Linked DNA regions of Danio rerio: region 1 is linked to region 2. Evidence: chromatin contacts called from public HiChIP or PLAC-seq data. All regions are on one chromosome and are shown on one strand. The core of a region is the stretch at or near the end of the contact, and the rest is flanking DNA. Distances in the headings are between cores, read along the strand shown.

Region 1 (4,870 bases), core at 583-3,082, 130 kb before region 2:
AATTACACTAAATGATCATGGTATTACAGAAACCCTTATGTGTGCGCACTTATGTTTTTCTTAATAAAATTAAAGCTCTTCACTGGTCTTCCTCTCAACATTGACAGATTCTCACAGTTGTAGAAAAAATAGTCTAGACATTGCACCAAACACCTATGGCATTACTATGGCAACCGACATGCATATACCATGACAGCACTGTCTGAACAAAAGGACCCAATTGAATCCCTTGTGAAATTACTGTGCAGATAGACAACACTTGAATCAAAAATAAAAAAGCAAATCTTCATTTTAAACCAACTTTCTAAAAGAAGGTTTACACAAGAATTGTAGAAAAGATATACAAAACTCACTTTTGTCATTCGTGTCATTGGTGTCGGAATAGGGGTGGGTGCAGGTTCCTCCTGATGACATGGTTGAAGGTGTTGTATAAGGTCAGAATTGAGATGATTGAGTTCATTCATGTCAACCTAGAAGAAAACATTATTTTTTTTTTAAATCTTGTTTTCCATATCAATTGCCATCAATGTATTAACTGCTCTGTACAGAAGCACATGTAGGACTGGGCTGATAAACAATAATATATTAAATTACAAAATGTATGTCAATAACAATGATAAGCTTTGGACAGCTTCACTCTATATTGATCCAAAAGTCAATTACACAGCAGAAATGTGTTGATGTACCGAATTTTCGGCCGAAAATATGTAGTGCTATTTAATGGACCCTCTAATTTTTGTGGCTTCAGTTGTTTGGGTACTCTTTTAAATCTGGAATCATTAACAACTTTCATATTATCATTATTGTTCAATATGGAAAATAATTATTGAGATTGCATTTTTGCCATATTGCCCGGCCCTAACCAAGTGTATTATGAAAATGTATAAACAGTGATCTAGAGATATAGTGTGCATTGATTAGGGGTTTTAACATTTAGTACAAACCTCTTTTCCTTTAGTCATACCATGCTCAGCCCATTCTACATTCACAGTGGATTTAGAGACGTTGGCAGTTTTCACAATAGCGCTGTGTATTCTTCCTGCATAATGAGAAACAGTGCCATAAACATAATGCATTTTCTGTTGAACCTTGAGATCATACATAACAGACTTTGTTCAGTGATGCAACAATGCATTGTTTTTTCCCATACAATAAACAATGAAAAATACATGTAATTTCGCTCAAGATTCTCTCAGATAACAAACTAATTGATATGGGTTTGGAAAAAAAACATCAATTATGTGTGTGCGCGTGTAATCACAACTTCTCCCTTTTGGCTAATTATTCATTTAAAACAATCACTGACAAATAGGTTCTGTATGTTTCAGTCATTAATTAGCAATCCCACAAGGAAAGAACGCACAGGGAGAAATGACAGGTTGTTTTTGTGCCTGCAGTATGTCCGTTACACGCTTTAAGATTTAAGTTAGATGGCTATTATTAACGTTAACGTTAAATGTTTTTCTTTGAGTGTTGATCTCCCAGCTTTATTTTTAAACTTTAACGTTAAAAACATCAGCTCTCACAAGTCATCAATGCATGTTGTAACGTTACTGCATCGCAGCAAGCTCAACTTAATCTAATTTTACTTGGTTTGACTTTTACATCAGCTGGATTGATACATTTCGTGCCTGTAAAAGATTAGCAATTAGCAAACAAGCATCTTACCATCACTACGACTTATGTTGACAGCAAGTCCAATAAGAAGTTTCGACAAAGCGGGGTCCATCTCAGGTATTATTTTGTTAATTGAAATTTTTAACGTGTCTGTAGCTCCAATAAACAACTATTTTCTGCTAGCGTTACTTTGCCCTAAGGAGTCACAAACCAACATTAACCGCTCTACATTCAAAAATCGTCAGCGGAAGTTATTGGATTATTTAGGTAGGTAGTGCTTCGTTTAGACCAATCAGAGCATTCTAAAATGACTGGCATTCCATTGCGCCAATAAGAACTTAGAATAGCACTGGGTTCGACACTTTCCTTTTGGCAAGAAGCTAACGTAACGTTAAAAAAATTCAATCAAAAAGCCAGTTTGTTTAATTTTAACATCAAATCTGGTAACATAAAGGCTAGGAATCAATCAGTCTTTGAAAGCTAGTGTCTTGGAGGCTAACTTAACGTTATACCAAGTAAGTTTGTTCAAGTAATAAAGGACATGAATATTCATCGAGGACATATATTGAAGGAGTAAAAATAACAAATCAGTTCAACTTAAGCAGACGTGTGAATTTCATTACTCTTAAGTATAACGTTAGATAGTTGAAATATCACTATATAAATTATGCAAGATTATTGTGAGTAGTTTACACTGGACTGGAAAATTAACTATTCTACATTTTTATTACCCATGTGTTATTATTTATTAATGTTATTTAGTATTTATTCCATATAATTATTTATTTTAATAGTGTTATTATACAATAATATTTGCACTGTCTTTATCCTTTTTCCATTAGAAGCTCGTCACCAAGACAAATTCCTTTTCTTAGTTAAGAAGCCACTTCATTATAAAGGTCTTTCTTATTTTGATTCCGAAATATAACATTTTAAGGCATATAAAATAAAATATAAAAATTCACATAATAATATAAAATTCACATTTTTGCATAAACTATTTTAAACAAAATTTTTTAAAGACGATATTGTAGTTCTTTTTCCCTTTTTTTCTGTAGTAAATTAATTAAATAATAGGAATAATTAGGAGAAAAAACATCTGCCTAACACTTTAACTACCCCACTAAGAATTTTTTTTTTTTTGGATTGCATTTCCTAACTCCTAATGTAACTAGTTATCACACTCAATGTAATTTTTTTAACACATTCCATAATTTCTAAAACAGTAGATATGTCTGTTTATGGTAAAAGTACCAGAATTAATAGATATACTATACAATTTTTGAAAATATAAAGTGTAAGACCAATTTATTTAAAAACAAAATTTATTAATTTTGGTAAAAGTACCAGAAATAATACATATACTATAAAATTTTAAAGTAATAAAATAAAATATAAAGTGTAAGACCAATTTATTTAAAAACAAAATTTATTAATTTTGGTAAAAGTACCAGAAATAATACATATACTATAAAATTTTAAAGTAATAAAATAAAATATAAAGTGTAAGACCAATTTATTTAAAAAATAATCAAACTACTTTTTGTATACTAAATCATCTTTTTTAAGTATGCCATAAAATATTTCAGATTCTCATTTAACATGTCTTGTTTTTTACAATAAAACCAAAATCAAGTGTAGTAGGATTATGTTTGTTTGATTTTTCTTGTAAACCAACAATGCCATAGTGTAAACCATTATTTAAAACAGTCAAAACATGGTCAACTATTTGGTAGAGCAGGCAGTAAAGTAATTTGTTCCTCTTTTTAAAAGTCTATTGTTTCTCCATAAATTATTTAAAATTGTGAATTAATAAAAATGAGCAAAATGTCGTTGTTAGTAAATTTAACTGTAATCTTATTTTACTGCTTACAGGTGACAGAATGCACAGAAAACACATTGTCATGTTACTTGTTGCTAAACCAGGGTGAGTCTATACCTTTTCTACTATTATCACACAGCTACTTTTTGGATGTTATTTTTAATTTCTTTATAAGTGTTATTTAACTGTATGTCTAGACTAAAATTAGATTTGAAATAATACAATGGAATAGGGCACAAAGGTACATGAACAAATACAGTCTATGCCAGAAAGGGGTTTATGAGATAGACACATTAATCATATATATGAAAAGAAAATGTCACAAATTATTCAACTACATTTTCTGCCATTATGCCTCTATTTTTTGTATAGATAGTTCTTTTGAAAACCCTCTATTAGGTCATTGTGACTTATCTGAACATGGTCATATTTATTCATAAGATGAAGTAAAGCCATTACTGAATCTTTTTGTGTTCTTTACCCTTTTTCTTCTTACAAAATTTCCCAGAATTAATGCACACATAAAATAGATACTATAAAGGTGCTATTTTATTGAATGTTGTTAAGGAAGATTTGTGTACTACACATGGTCTTTGTTGCGTAATGCGTCTGCGTTAACGTGTATCTTTAGTGTTATCTGCAATTGTTGTGTAATGTTTCATTGTTGATTTGCCTAATTCATACATTGTAATTTGCTTAGGATAAAATGTCTTTTAAATCTGCAAATGTTAATACATTTATTAATTCCAACAGAGCAATACATTCAATGTGTGTTTGAGAAAACCGTATATTTATGTTGTGATAAATAGATAAATCACTTTTCAGGCATTTTCAGCACATCCATCCACATGCAAACATAACAATTTTTTTGAAAGCTTTTATGTAAGTTATAAATCAAGTCAAGTTGAGCTTTATTATCATTCTGCTACATGGACTTATAGTTGTATCGAAATGTTGTATAGAAACGTTGTATCTTGTAGAACCAGGATACAACATACTAGGTAAACTTAAATTTAAACCAACAACAATACAGTATGAGAAAAACAACTATAGAATTATACAACAGTTAATAAAACCATCTGATTACACCATTATAAAGTGTGGACTACACATACACAAAATAAGATGATATAAAAAACTTTACAAATACTGGACATGCAATTGTGCAAAAAAGTTATTATGTTAAATTGTGCAGAAGAGAGATTTTGAGGTAAGCAGCACATAACTGATCTGTACAATGCAAGTAAACATATTATCTTATTGAAAGTTTGTAATACTGTTTGTAGAAAGTAACATAGTGGGATAAAGTGTAAATAGTGGGATACAGGTGATTTGTATAGCCCAAATAAAATAAAATTAAATAAAATTAAATAAAATTAAATAAAATGTAATTTAATTTAATTTTATTTAATTTTATTTTATTTTATTAAA
Region 2 (4,644 bases), core at 772-3,271:
AAAGGGATAGTTCACCCAAAAATAGCAGTTCTCCTATCATTTACTCACTAATCAGTTTTTATGTTCTGTTGAACACAAAAGAAGATATTTTGAAGCATGTTGAAGCATGTAACCATTGAGACTTAACATTTTTGTTAGGTTAATGATATCATTTTGCAGGTTAATGATACATGTTTTCATTCATTCATTTTTCTTCAGCTTAGTCCCTTTATTCATCAGGGGTCACGACAGAGGAATGAACCACCAACATATGTTTTATACAGCGGATGCCCTTCCAGCTGCAACCCAGTACTAGGAAACATCCATACACACTCCTTCACACACATACATTACGGCCAATTTAGTTTATTCAATTCACCGACATGTCTTTGGACTTGTGGGGGAAACCGGAGCACCCAGAAGAAACCCACACCAACATGGGGAGAACATGCAAACTCCACACAGAAATGACAACTGACCCATCCAGGACTTGAACCAGTGACATTCTTTCTGTGAGGCGACAGTGCTAACCACCACAAAATATCTATTTTTTGGGTTCAACAAAACTAAAAGAAATGCTAGTTTTGCCGAATTTTCATTTTAGGTGAACTATCCCTTCAATTTGACTTCATTTTCTGTCATGCTCATCAAAAAAAATCACTGTATGCAAAAAAACCCAACTAAAAGTACAAATACAATCAAATGTAATACAACTTAAATGCAAAAAAAATATTTCAGAGATTTTTTTTTCTAGTAGTAAGTCATTTAAGTTCCAATTTTATGGCATTTCCTAACCGTGCAATCTGTCTTAAGAGGTCCTTGTGCAGTGTTCCTTAAGGGAATGCAATAATTCATACAATTACATGTCAGCACAACATCCTGTGGCTAATCCATCATATTTAGTCATTAAGAGGTTGAAGCACAATTTATTTCTGTCACTGCAGTACTTTAGACTGAACTCAGTGTACTGTCTGAATATAAACTCACTAAAAGGAAAGATAAAGTGCTAATAATTAGTTTAATAGTACTAATAGTTTATTAATATTATCACTGATAATATGGTAACACTTTACAATGAGGTCAAATATTTTAATGTTAGCTGATGTTTTTACTAACATCACTAAAAAAATCTGTAAAGATTTGTTTAAGTTAAGTGGTTGTAAACAATTTTTTGAGCTGAATTTAAACAAACAAATCAAGTTGAACATTACTACATTTGATTTGTTCAAATTCAACCCAGACAGATTGTTTTTGCAGACATAATTTTTACAGTGATGAACAAACACTGAACAATACATTCATTACTGTATTTGTTCATGATTATTAATGTTAGTTAATTAAAATACAGTTATGTTGAATTACAGTGCATTAACTAATGTTAACAAGCATGGCTTTGGCTTTTAATAAGGCATTAGTAAATGTTGAACTATGATAAATAAATGCTCTACAGTAGTGTTCATACTTAGTTCACGTTAGTTAGTGAAAACATTATTGTAAAGTGTGAGCATTAATATTAATGAAAGCATAGCACTTTTTAGACATAAAAAGAACCTCAAAGTGCTTCATAGAGCAGTTAGAATACTAATTAAACTGTTCATCTATAGTTAATATGATTAAAACTGATTGATAATATGATTAAAAACAATATGCACAAAAATAAAAACATACAAAAGAAACTAAATTAAAATTCAAATGTTTCTTTTTATTAAATATTATTATTATTATTTCTTCTTTTTTCCACTATTTTAAAAATGTTCTTAATGTAATTTTCAGAAATAAACATTGTGATTTAGTAAAAGGTTTGGCTCAGACTCACCTATGTAAAAGTTAGTAGCCGTCCTCATCTGTCTGTGTTTGGAGATGACATAAATCACCAGTGAGTTTCCGATCAGCCCCACTAGCATGATGAGAGAGAAAAAGAGCGGCACAAGCCATGCATCTGTCAGGAACGGGTGCTCCCCGTCCTCCGAATCCTCCATAGAAGAGTTTCTGAAAGAGCCATTCAGAAGCTCACTAGAATTCCAGTCTTCACCAGAAAACATGATTTCAGATAGCAAAAAAAGCTTACAAACAACACAAAAAAAGTGTCTTTTTTATTCCTGCGGTGTCAAAATCCTCATGCCCACTAATCCACAAAACTTGATCTTCATCTGAATCTAATGTGTTGTGTGTTCTTAAGTCTCACACTGAAAAAATTGCACAGGTTGATGCGTCTTTCGAGAGAGACGATCGCCGTAATTTGACTTCTCTTCAGCTCTTTAAAAAAGGAGCCCTGCGAACAGCATCCACTCAAAGGCAGAGTGGATTGGCTCCCATTGGCTTTATACAGAGTCTCGACACACGTGGGCTACGCAATGATTGTAGAATGAAGAACTGATGTCAGGTCGCCTAGCAACAATTTTAGGTCTCTCTCTCCCTCTCTCTTTCTCATTCCACTGCTCCGTGCGCAGAGAGAGTAAAATATAAATGTGTTATTTACCCTGCAATATACACATAGCCTAAAGATACAAAAACCTGTGCAATCAGAGTGATCAATTTGGTCTACTACAACACATAATTCTAACCTACAAGTTATTGGCCACAGCATGGACATATGCAATTACTGCTTCTTGGGACTGTTCACTATACACATCAAGGCAAATTGCTATATAGGGTCCTTTTGTTGGGCTCCTGTTACTTTATTCCTTTGAAAATGGTTTATATGTGTGCTCTTTGCTGCAAATCGAAGCATATTGAAACTATGAATGTGCAATTCAATCAGACCAACCTAAGGTGTTGAGAATAAGCCCACCAATCATGGTTGAATCACACAGTTACTGCTCAGATAAGAGCACAGGGGTCCGTCTGAGCACTGAACTGACTTAGAGATTAAAAGCTCCCTCTATTAAAAAAAATATATATATTAATAAATGAATCATCTCTACCGTTTAATGCATGGCTGACATTGGTTAATAATAATCAAACTTAATAATATAATATTAATATAATATAATATTAATATTATAATATATTATATAATATAATATATATAATAACATTGGTTAATAATAATCAAACAAAAATGCAGTGTATATATTTGAAATATGAAAAAAATAAATGCTGTTGCACTGAATAGATTAGGAGTAAAGTGTAAAATTTTACTTCAAAGCTATATATAGAGCAGGGGTGCCCAAACTTTTTAGTATGAAGGGCCAAACACCAAACATTGTTGAGAGCTGTGGGCCGAAAGTAAATTTACCATGGGTTAACATGGGTAATATCCCATTTTTTTTCTAATATTTCAAATTAAACAGAAAACATTACTTTAAACTGTAATGTATGTAAACTTTATTTTTTTTAATGATAACTTTTTCCAATAAAACCATAAATAATCCCAAAGAATTAATTTGCTCACTGAAGTCTCTGCATTGTCGGGTGAAAGTATGTACATTTAAACAAAATCTGATGAATTTACACCATTTAATTGTAACATTTATTTTACTTAGCTTTTAACAATATAACAAACAAAAGGTTGCATTAAATGGTTGCATTAAATTTGAATTGACAATCTCAAAACCATCCCCATCATTCTCCCTCTCTTCTCAAATGGGATAGCAGGCAGAATCTAAGGTTGGGCCCAACTTGGGCCTGCTAGCTCTAGTTTGGGCATCTCTGATTTAGAGTAAAATGTCAGTTAACATGAACTAAAAATGTAAAATACCTCTACAACAATTACTCATTGTTTTTGATCGGATAAAGGGATGTTTATGCAAATCTAAATATTCTGTCATAATTTATACACCAATGACTTGTTCCAAACCTGTTGAACTTTCTTTGTTTTGTTGAACAGAAAATAAAAAAAAGCTTAAATCCTCCCAGCAAACAATTTTGTTTAATAGACATCTGAACATACACAGCTTGGCTAAAACAAAGCTAAATTTGCACTGTAAGTGAAAATCTAATAGATGAGAATAGCCCAAAACTACAATATTCGTCAAATAGACAGATTAAACAGACTTTATACAGTATGTCTAGTCCTTCATTTCTGTTTATTTAATTTTGGCCTATTCTTAGACGTCTATTAGATTTTCACTGACATCCCAAATTTAGCCTTGTTTTAGCCATGACGACTATGTTTAGACATCTATTAGACATCTATTGGACATTATTAGCATAACAAAAATGCATACTGGGCTGTAACCATTGACTTTAACAGTATTTGTTTTTTTTAACTATGAAAGTCAATGGTTTTCAGCTTTCTTCAAAATGTCTTCTTTTTGTGTTCAGTAGAGTATAAACTCCTAAAGGTTTGAAACCACTTGAGTTTGAGTAAAGAGTGAGCACATTTTCATTTGTGGTTGAACTATATCTTTAATATTAGTTAATGTGGTGATGGTGAATGCTTAATCCTAATTGGTTGGGGTGAAAAGGTGTGCAGTTATCAGAGAAGGTGAAAGAAAGAAAGAAAGAAAGAAAGAAAGAAAGAAAGAAAGAAAGAAAGAAAGAAAGAAAGAAAGAAAGAAAGAAAGAAAGAATGAAAAACTATTTTCACAATTATGAAATAAGTGAGAAGTTTATATATTATGTATGTGTAGAACAATTTCATAATCTAAAGAACTTTTCCAAGTTAAAGAACCTTTTGTGAAACTAAAAGGTTCCCCTGGATGTTAAAAGCTCTCCACAGAA

The links. HiChIP or PLAC-seq counts read pairs in DNA pulled down with a chosen protein or histone mark.
Region 1: a contact with region 2 is called in an H3K4me3 HiChIP or PLAC-seq map of embryo, with 2.6 times the contacts expected there. The contact joins the promoter of kif2c here to the promoter of kiss1ra in region 2. A contact is called at or near these places in 2 of 18 Hi-C or Micro-C datasets (caudal fin and an unstated tissue) and 2 of 4 datasets of contacts at active chromatin or transcription factors (caudal fin and embryo).

The regions. Positions count from the first base shown.
Region 1 is chr2:36,896,672-36,901,541 of GRCz12tu, reverse strand. kif2c (kinesin family member 2C) reads right to left here and starts at 1,832. Exons shown (of 21, transcript NM_001114593.1): 1 at 1,669-1,832; 2 at 945-1,039; 3 at 354-470. The coding sequence starts at 1,729.
Region 2 is chr2:36,766,137-36,770,780 of GRCz12tu, reverse strand. kiss1ra (KISS1 receptor a) reads right to left here and starts at 2,021. Exons shown (of 5, transcript NM_001105679.2): 1 at 1,796-2,021. The coding sequence starts at 2,021.